3 separate regions of the Mus musculus genome follow, and all the other regions are linked to region 3. Evidence: chromatin contacts called from public Micro-C and promoter capture Hi-C data. All regions are on one chromosome and are shown on one strand. Each heading gives the region's core, a stretch centred on a gene start, on an enhancer-like site or on the middle of the called end of the contact. The rest is flanking DNA. Distances are from core to core; before and after follow the strand shown. Region 1 has its middle 47 kb from the start of Gm32196. Region 2 has its middle 170 kb from the start of Trp63. Region 3 holds the start of Bcl6 (B cell leukemia/lymphoma 6).

What was found. Promoter capture Hi-C pulls out the DNA fragments that hold promoters and counts their contacts. A called contact is a pair of places that touch in the nucleus more often than the background predicts.
Region 1: a Micro-C map of brown adipocytes shows a contact between it and region 3, with 6 times the contacts expected there. The contact joins the enhancer-like site here to the promoter of Bcl6 in region 3. A contact is called at or near these places in 6 of 39 promoter capture datasets (3T3-L1-derived adipocytes, cranial neural crest, embryonic stem cells and 1 more), 6 of 484 Hi-C or Micro-C datasets (3T3-L1-derived adipocytes, bone marrow-derived macrophages, brown adipocytes and 3 more), 14 of 115 datasets of contacts at active chromatin or transcription factors (the 230-238 cell line, the NIH/3T3 cell line, T-cell acute lymphoblastic leukemia and 10 more) and 2 of 9 other capture datasets (embryonic stem cells and liver).
Region 2: a promoter capture Hi-C map of embryonic stem cells shows a contact between it and region 3, with 6 times the contacts expected there. The contact joins the enhancer-like site here to the promoter of Bcl6 in region 3. A contact is called at or near these places in 7 of 39 promoter capture datasets (the 3T3-L1 cell line, the C10 cell line, embryonic stem cells and 3 more), 1 of 15 datasets of contacts at CTCF or cohesin (large pre-B cells), 2 of 484 Hi-C or Micro-C datasets (both in embryonic stem cells) and 4 of 115 datasets of contacts at active chromatin or transcription factors (embryonic stem cells and large pre-B cells).

Annotation. Positions count from the first base shown.
Region 1 is chr16:25,223,580-25,226,297 of GRCm38.p6, reverse strand. No RefSeq gene overlaps it. Among named protein-coding and RNA genes, the nearest start is that of Gm32196, 47 kb to the right of the region's middle. Within about 2 kb of position 1,312, at least 13 of the 459 cell types and tissues checked have an H3K27ac peak or open chromatin away from gene starts, as enhancers often do. A contact at or near this core is called in 3T3-L1-derived adipocytes and brown adipocytes, where this site is marked.
Region 2 is chr16:25,515,927-25,518,868 of GRCm38.p6, reverse strand. No RefSeq gene overlaps it. Among named protein-coding and RNA genes, the nearest start is that of Trp63, 170 kb to the left of the region's middle. Within about 2 kb of position 1,493, at least 8 of the 459 cell types and tissues checked have an H3K27ac peak or open chromatin away from gene starts, as enhancers often do. A contact at or near this core is called in embryonic stem cells and stem cell-derived epiblast-like cells, where this site is marked.
Region 3 is chr16:23,987,248-23,990,207 of GRCm38.p6, reverse strand. Bcl6 (B cell leukemia/lymphoma 6) reads left to right here and starts at 1,356. Exons shown (of 10, transcript NM_009744.4): 1 at 1,356-1,633. Gm31527 (a long non-coding RNA gene) reads right to left here and starts at 1,941. Exons shown (of 2, transcript XR_384770.3): 1 at 980-1,941.

The sequences.
Region 1 (2,718 bases), core at 63-2,562, 1.2 Mb before region 3:
ATACATATACATATGCTGCTTTTCTTTGGATTTGTTGTTGTTGTTGTTGTTGCTTTGATAAACACCATGACCAAAAACCACCTGAGAAGGAACGTGTTCATTTCATCTTACAGATTAGTCCATTGCTGAGGGATTTCAAGGCAAGAACTCAAAGCAGGAAGCTACAACAGATTCCACAGAGGAACGCTCCTCACTGGCCCTGCTCCCAGGCTAGCATTTTTTCTCTCCAATAACTCAAGTCTATATCCAGTTGACAGCTAACGCAAACTAGGAACCGTACCCCTTGACAATTTGATACACCAACATCAACATATCACCTTAAGCTATAACCTTTTCTTTCTTGTTAGTCTTCAAGAACTTACGTGACTATCATAACTTAAATAAGTACATTAAAAGTCCCACACTCTTGACAAACCGGTAACGCCTACAAACTACAACAATGGCCAGAATAAAAAGCAAGATATCCCAAAAGATACAATAGTAGAACTTATACCTTGGGGGTAATTCAAACGCCTCAGACTCGGACTTAAGGCCTAACTAGAAGGCAATTCATGCCTAACACTGTAAACTTAGGCAACCAGCCATAGATGATAAGGCCATGGAACCTAAAACACCTGCTGTTACCATTCCCCTAAACCAGTAAACTTTCTCACTGCAGTCTAAATAACATATTCACTTAACTTACTTTTACCTTATACACCCAGATAAGTATTGTTTTCACCCAACATCAATGAGATCACTACAGAAAAGCCACTACCGGCCAGAGATGCTTCTCACTCCTGACTAATACATTACATCATAACCCTTCCATCTAACACTTAGGACACATCACAGAAGAAACGCAAGGAGATAGTAAGACTACTGCTATCTGCTGTAGGACTACTAAGACTACTGTGACATAATCTCTTCTAAAAAGAAAAAAAAGAAAAAGAAAAGGAAAAAGAAAAAAAGAGGGGGAGCACAAAGTGAGAGGGCAGGGGGAGGGGCTCCTCTGGGAAGAGTTGAGGAGAGGACTGAGGAGGTAAATAGGGTGAAGATATAGATATATTCTATGAGATTTCCGAAGAATTATTTCAAAAATAACATACTTTTGCTAGTTCAGTGTCTCTTTAAAGTGCTTTAACTGTGACTCCTGTAAAACCAAAAAGAAATTAAATACTTTCTTTTCCAAGAAAGGAGGAGAAGCAGGGCATAATTACAATCAGATCAACATAAAACAGAAGTCCAGTAAGTCACTCTGTGTCACATCTGGGACTCACTCATGACCTAGTTTCAAAAGGCTTGGTAGCTCAGCTCTGCCAGCCATAGCTGTCTAAGAGTCTCAGGCCATCTCTTTAAAACAGCAGCCACTCCTCTTGGTGGATGTCCTATGGTTCTCACTCCAGAATTCTGGGCTCCTCACTAAAAATGATACTTTTACCAATTCCCTTTCCTCTTCTTTCTTCAGAACTTGTCACATGCCAAATGTCAGCCACTCTCCATATCCCTCCTTGGTCTTGCATCACTTGTGCCTTCAAAACGAGTGCTAGATGGGTGATCCTTATACAGAATTAAGTTCAGCTTCCAACTTTAGATGTAGAAAGAGCCCCACATCCATAGCCATTACTAGTACAGCAACTACTGTACACTAACCCTGTGGAAATACTTCCCGAAAGATTTCACCTCAATGATGCTAATCTCTTGTTAATCCTGATTTCTCATCCCCAGATGAGCAGCATCAGTTGTCCAGGAAAGAGATTTTATTCCTAGGTTCTAGTCTCTTGTCAGTCACAGATGATTCTCCAGCCCCTGCTGACCAAACACCAGATTAATTCAAATATATCACACAAAGATCCTCAACAGAGACTTTTCTTCCCTCTCAAACTTGAGGAGCCGGGCCTTCGTCATCTTGATTTCTCTGAGCATTCTTATAGTTAAGTTCCCATGCAACAGCCTAGTAAGGTCTAAGCACTCAACATCTTTTTCAGCTCAGATCTCCAAATGGTTCTACAGTGCTACCCCCAAAGCAGGTTCATCGCAGCCACAGGCTTCTCTCTCGGTACCACTGTAATAAAGCACTGAGCAAAAGCATTTTAGGAATCAATGGGTTTATTTCATTGTGAAGGTTTCAGTCCTTTGTTGATGTAAGTCAGCAATGAAACTAAAGCAAGGCTTTGTTTATTGCTGTAAAACAGAAACCACCGAGTGAGGAATTCTGCTTACTATCGGGCTGTTGCGTTTGTGTTCAGCTATCTTTCTTGTATCACCAGGATTTACCTGCCCAGTGATGGCACTGTACACAGTGATCTGGCCCTCCTACAGCAATTGGCAATCAAGAAAAATGCCCCTGGTCACGCATAGCACTCAATATGATTGAGGCAATCCTCCAGTTGAGAGTCCCTCGGATAAGTAAGCATCCTTTTAAAATGATCTCTATTTTATATCAAGTTTGTGGGGTTTTTGGTATTTATTGATGTTGTATTCCTAGCAATCTGTTACTGTGTTATGTTTTATAGATATAAAGATAAAAAGTTATGCATTCCTGCATTGCGTTATCTTAGAGGTATTTCATAAGGGCACAAGTATAGACACAGCGCATTACAACAGGAATAACTGTTAACAATATAAGGTAGAGACTGGAAGATTTGCATTGGCATCATGCAAACATTCCTTTTCCTTATTGATTCTCTTCTGCACTGGCCTTATCAGTGAGACTCTCCCTGGTTTCTTTCTTGAGCT
Region 2 (2,942 bases), core at 244-2,743, 1.5 Mb before region 3:
ATAAAAAACACTTTACCATTGTCAAACACATTAATCATGAACCATTTATTAGCTTTTTTACTCTGAAACTTAGAGGCTGTGCACTCGCCCTTATTTTCTAAAACGAACAGTTTTTCCAGCAGGGGCCCTCTCGCCACGTGTCTGATTCCTGGCTGAAACACGTGGCAGCTCTCGGCTTTGCAGATAAAGTTTTTTATACCATCTTTATTATCCAACACAAAACATAGAACATTCATTCATACAGACTGGACACGAACATACATGAATCGAACACGAGAACAGATTGGTGCACCGGACATTAGACAAGACACAAAAGGTAACAGAGTACTCCTGCTATAAGGCCCAGAGAGATATTTCTCTCTGCTTTTTGGGACATTTTCCTCCCTTATGATGCATTTTTTATTAACTGGGGCAATCCGCCTATTCCTTTTAATAAACCCTTTCTTTTCTCACACCTCATGTAGCTTCGGAGAGCTACGGCCTACCGCCTGATCCATGACTTTAAACCCTTTCTTCTTCCACCTAAGCAGCTTCCTAAAAAGCTGCGGCTAACCTGCCTGTTTCCGTTTCTAGTTCCGATTAACACGCTGCTGACCCAAGCAGAACCAGCGTTGGGTTAGCACTGATTCAAGCTTAATTCGTATCCTACCGCATCCTCAGCAACACTTTACAAAACTGAAATTTTAAGCTAGCGCTAGCATGTGTACCTGTCCGTTGCTCCGATGTCCGATACGAAGATCCTTTCCTGTGGAGCTCCAATGCAGCGTTCCTCTTAGCATCTCTCTGCCATTCTTCAGGTCCCAGTTCCGGCGCCAAAATGTTGCGGCCGCCAGCAGCTCGCAACGTGAACGGTTCGACTGAGAAGGCCGCTCGAGCTGTAAGAGAGGAATCTAGACGGGGCAAAAGAAGAAATGTAGCCAAGACAGTTACTCTGATCAAGGCTCAAATTTTATTGTTGCGACACTAGTTATGAAGGAAGGGGGAGGGGACCCGATTCCCGCCGAATAATCTCTGGTCCAGTAGAAAGGTGCACGTGTGTGGCTCCTCAGGTTCCAGCAGTGGGCGTGGTAGAACGAATGAGCAGGAAGCTCCACCCCGAGCAAGCAGGTTTCAGGCTGGGGGAGGGGAGACTACAGGCTTATAATTCTCAAACTACCCACAGTGTGGTATAGTCTCCTTCTGCTGCCTGTGAATGAAGATGTAGCCAGAACTCTCAGATCTTCCTACAACACTGTCTAGCTTCATGCTGCCATGTTTCTTGCTATGATGATAATGGACTTATCCTCTGAAACTGTAAACCAACCCCAATTAAATGTTTTCTTTATAAGAGTGGTCATGGTGACTCTTAAACAGCAATAGAAACCCTAAAACAGTTTGTATGTATTTTGCTTTTACTTTTGAACAGAATCACAAAACACTCTTTGTCCTTCCTGTCTAAGGTGAGTCTTGTAAACAGTAGTCATATATAATGGTCCTATCTCCCTAAGAAAAGGGCAGTCACTTTACATTTCAAAGCCCAGTAGGCCCCCACCCACCCACCCACCGAGCCTACTTTTGTAACCTTCTATGTGTTGACTTCTCCTCAACCACTAGCAGGCCTGTGAATATCAGACTGTTTTCATAGCACAGAGGAATTGTCCTCAACTGTGCCCTACCAAACCAACGCCTTCTGCCAGCATGCACAAAACCACAGCCTTTCAATTTACCAGTTGTTGACTGAACCTTAGCTCCCACCCAGCTTTGCCATTAAGTATGTTGCCATTTATTTATCAACCCCTCCATTAGGGAGAATTAATTTCATTCCTGCTTCAGAAGGTGTATTACACAGGATGTGCTATGAAGAAACACCATGTCCAAAAAGCAAGTTGGAGACACTTCCATATCACAATCCATTATTGGGGCAAGTCAGGATGGAAACATAAGCAGGGTTGGAACCTGGAGGCATAAGCTGATGCAGAGACCATTTAGGGATGTGGCTTACTGGCTTGCTTCCCCTGGTTTGCTCAGCCTACTTTCTTATAGAACTCAGGACCACCAGCCCAGGGACAACACCATCCACAATGGGCATGGCCCTCCCCTATTGATCACTAATTGAGATAATGCCTTACTGCTAGATCTCATGGACACATTTCTTCAACTGAGGTTCTATCCTGTCTAATTATACTAGCCTGTATCAAGTTGACACACAGAACCAGGCAAGACAGAGTGATGGTTGACAAAGATGTCAAGGTTATGAGGTCAACAGACTTGGAACAATGGAGACAGTTTCTAGGTATTTTAAAATCAGAGGAGAAAAAACTTTTATCTCTCATGGGGTGATGCCATGATTCCCCAGTAAGTATGATAGCTATCGAAATTTCAGCCATCTTGCTACAGCTCTGGAGGTGACATAAAAAGACACAGGAAGCCAGAGATCAAATAATTGGTTCTGATTTTGAACCTGAAGCCATGTGTCAGACAGCTACTGTGTGGAACGATATGTTCTTTCTTGTCCTTCTTTGTCTCTTTGGAGGCGTCAGTCTATTTTCATCCACGTGTTTCCTGACATAGCAGTATAGACTGTATATTTACTATACACTTTCTATTTTCCCATTACAGGGAGATTTCTGTTCCCTCTATAACAATGACATTAATCATTAATTACTTGTTTGTTGTTGCTACAATATGTATAGGGAAGGTATGATAAATATTGTAACTAAACTTTTAATATTTCTGCACTTAGCATATACAGTATTATATTTTATTACACTACTTTTAAAACAATAGTTGTGTTGCTGATTCGCCTTCCCTGGTCTTTGTCCCTATACCCCTAACACCCTCTTGTACTGTCCCACCATCCCCATAGCCTCTTTCTGCTTCCATGTCCCACGTATCCTCTCCATCCCCTTTTTATTTCCCCCTCTCCTCCCTCTTACTTCTGGCCAACTTTCTAGTTTCATAGC
Region 3 (2,960 bases), core at 107-2,606:
TAAATAAGGAAACTGCAGCTATGAACACATAACCCAGGGCCCACCGTGAAAGGAGTCTGCCCTGTATTCACCTTTTAAAATAAAGGAAGAAAGAAGGGAAAGAAAGATTCCGCTCCTCTCCTCCCCTCAGCTCTGCTCCAAAGCCTAGAGGACCCGGCTGCGAGCAGTGCGCCTAGTGTAGCACAGCCTGTACTCAATACGCGCAGTATCTGTGATCCTGGCAGCCAGGCCTTTAGAATTCCCTCAGGCTGATCCCTTCAACACATACTGAAGAGATTTTTTTTCCTTTCTCCCGACGACCTTGAAACGAACCCAGTGGGGGTTTAAAAAAAAGGGTGGGGGGAATGTTCAAGACCTTAAGAAAATAGCAAAATACAAACATGTATTTGGCTTCACAGAATGTTGTAACAGGCAAACATTACACGTACCCACACACACATTTCTAGCATCAAGAAATTTCCTGAGAGTCAACAGTAACAGAGTAAACCCACCACTCGCTGTCCTGGAAAGAAACAAACCAAACCAATCCAAATCCTTTTACATCTCTTTCAAGTGCAGGAAAGCTTCAGCAAAAGTCCAAGAGGAAAAGGAAATTGTACCAAGGGCGGCTGGGGGGCGGGCGGGGGGGGCGGGCGGGGAGCGGTGGTGGTGTTGGAGGTTGGGGCTGTCATATGTGGCCAAAAATGTAAGCTTCTGTCAATGGTATTAGGTTGAAATATTGCACCTTTAGAGAGAGAGAGAGATAGAGAGAGAGAGAGAGAGAAAGCGAGAACGCAGGGAGACAATAAAACCAACGAATGACAGTCCCGACGATTTACATAACACCACAAACTTGCAAAAGGCAAAAATCAGAAGCGGAAAAAAAACCCCACCTAAATCATTAAAATACAACAGGAGCATCCCAAGCCACCATCCCCAAAGGACCCCCCCCCCGCCCCAACATAATTGTCCCAAATAAAAAGAAAACAAATGAACCCACCGAAAACTGCTTGGCAAATATTTTTCTCGTGGTGCCTAATACTCTAGCTGGAAGGAGCTGTGGTATTTATTGTTTTCTCCCTCCCTCGTCTCTCTAAACCTGCCTCTAACACACTTGTTCTAACGGCTCAACTCTCTCGCTCCCTTTTGTGTATTTAGCTCGAGGAGCCGAGTTTATGGGTAGGAGAGGAAGAATTAGCCCCAGACCCCGGGAAAGCAAAGCGCACTCTCCCTCTTATGTCACCGAATAGCAAATTAGTTCTCAGAATTCCAGAGGCCGAGCTTTGCTACAGCGAAGACGCCGACGTCACGGAGCCCACGTGACGGCGGCGGAGCGGGCGGTTCCATCGGTGGCCCGGGGCAGGGAGGGTCGCCTTGTAGCCGCGCGCGCCCGCCTCGGGACCCCCGGTGTTCCGGGCGGCGGTGCTGCGGGAACCACGATCCGCACTATAGGGCGGCGAGCGGCGCGGCCCCGAGGCATTCTGCCGGCCGGGAGGGCGCTGCGGAGCGCGCCGCTGCCACCGAGTCCTCCCCTGCTGCGGAGCAATGGTAAAGCCCGCAGCTCAAATTCCGAGAATTGAGCTCTGTTGATTCTTAGAACTGGGGTTCTTAGAAGTGGTGATGCAAGAAGTTTCTAGGAAAGGCCGGACACCAGGTGATTATTGCTGTTGCTGCCGCCGCCGCTGCCGCTGCCGCCGCCGCCGCTGTTGCCGCTGGTGCCGCTGCCGCCGCCGCTGCTCATGATCATTATTTTACCTTTTAATTCTTTTTTTTTCCGCTTTTGCCAAATGCTTTGGCTCCAAGTTTCCTATGTGTATCTATTGATATAAATGTATCTATTTATTGATTCTAGCTGTCAGGTGTTAAAATAAATGCCGAAGATCAGCCCCACGTCTCTCCCACTGTAGGATCTAGCTTTTCGCATACGTATTCTTCTTCTTCTTCTTCTTCTTCTTCTTCTTCTTCTTTTTTTTTTTTTTTTTTTTTTTTTTTTGCTGTCTTGGAGCGCCTCGGCCGCCTCGGGGAGGCTGTGCCGCCCTGCCCGGTGTTGTTTCGGTGTTTGGAGACGCAGGGGCGCGGGGCGGCGGGCGCTGGGTTGCGCGGCCTGGGAGGGCGGACCGCGGCGGCCCCGCCGGCTTCGCGCGGCTTGGCTTGCTTTCTCTGCTCGCTTGCAAACTGCCTTCCCCGCCGCTGCCTCCCTCCCCGCTCAGTTCTCCCGGTGCCCGCGTTGGCGGCCGTCCACCGGCCCCGGCCCCGGCCCCGGCCCCGCACAGTCCCTGCCTTGCACCCGAGCCGGGAGTCAGCGGGGGGAATGCAAGCCAACTCCTCGGCTGGTTGTTTTATTTTCCCTTTTCTTTTTGGTCATAAAGCCAGATGAAGTATCGTGTCTGCAGTTTCCTTTGAGAGCCGTGATCTTCCCAAGGAGAGACAGTGTTTTGGGAAGGCTTCGCTTGCACGGGGGGCGGGGACGTTGAATACTTTGAAAATTACTCTTTCTTGGTTGGAGTCGAGGCAGTCGGGAACCCGGGTGCGCTCGGTCTGCCCAGCCCGAGGAAGGAGGCTTGAAGGCGGGACAGGGATTTTGGGGGAGGGTGGGAGAGGGGTGCGCGGTTTTTTTGTTTTTTGTTTTTTGTTTTTTTTGCACCTGCGGCGCTTTCAGCGTGCGGGACCCGGGGGGGTCTTGGCCAGCCAGCCCGGAGCTCCGGAGAGGTGGCGGGATTTCTGGCGGCCGCGGTGTTTGTATTTTGGGTGCTGCGTGACTGCGTTGGCTCTCAGCGGTAGTTCCCTCCCTTTCCTAAATTTAATTTCATTTTTCCCCCTTGGTGCAAGCTGTGTTTAAAAAAAAAAAAAAAAAAAAAAGTGGCCCTGGGTATAGCGATAGCCACTCTTCAGATTCCCAAGGTCCTTATTTTGGGAGAAGGAAGAAAAACAGAGCCCCAGCCTGCGTTCCTGATTTGCAAGATCAGGGAGGGAAGAAGGGG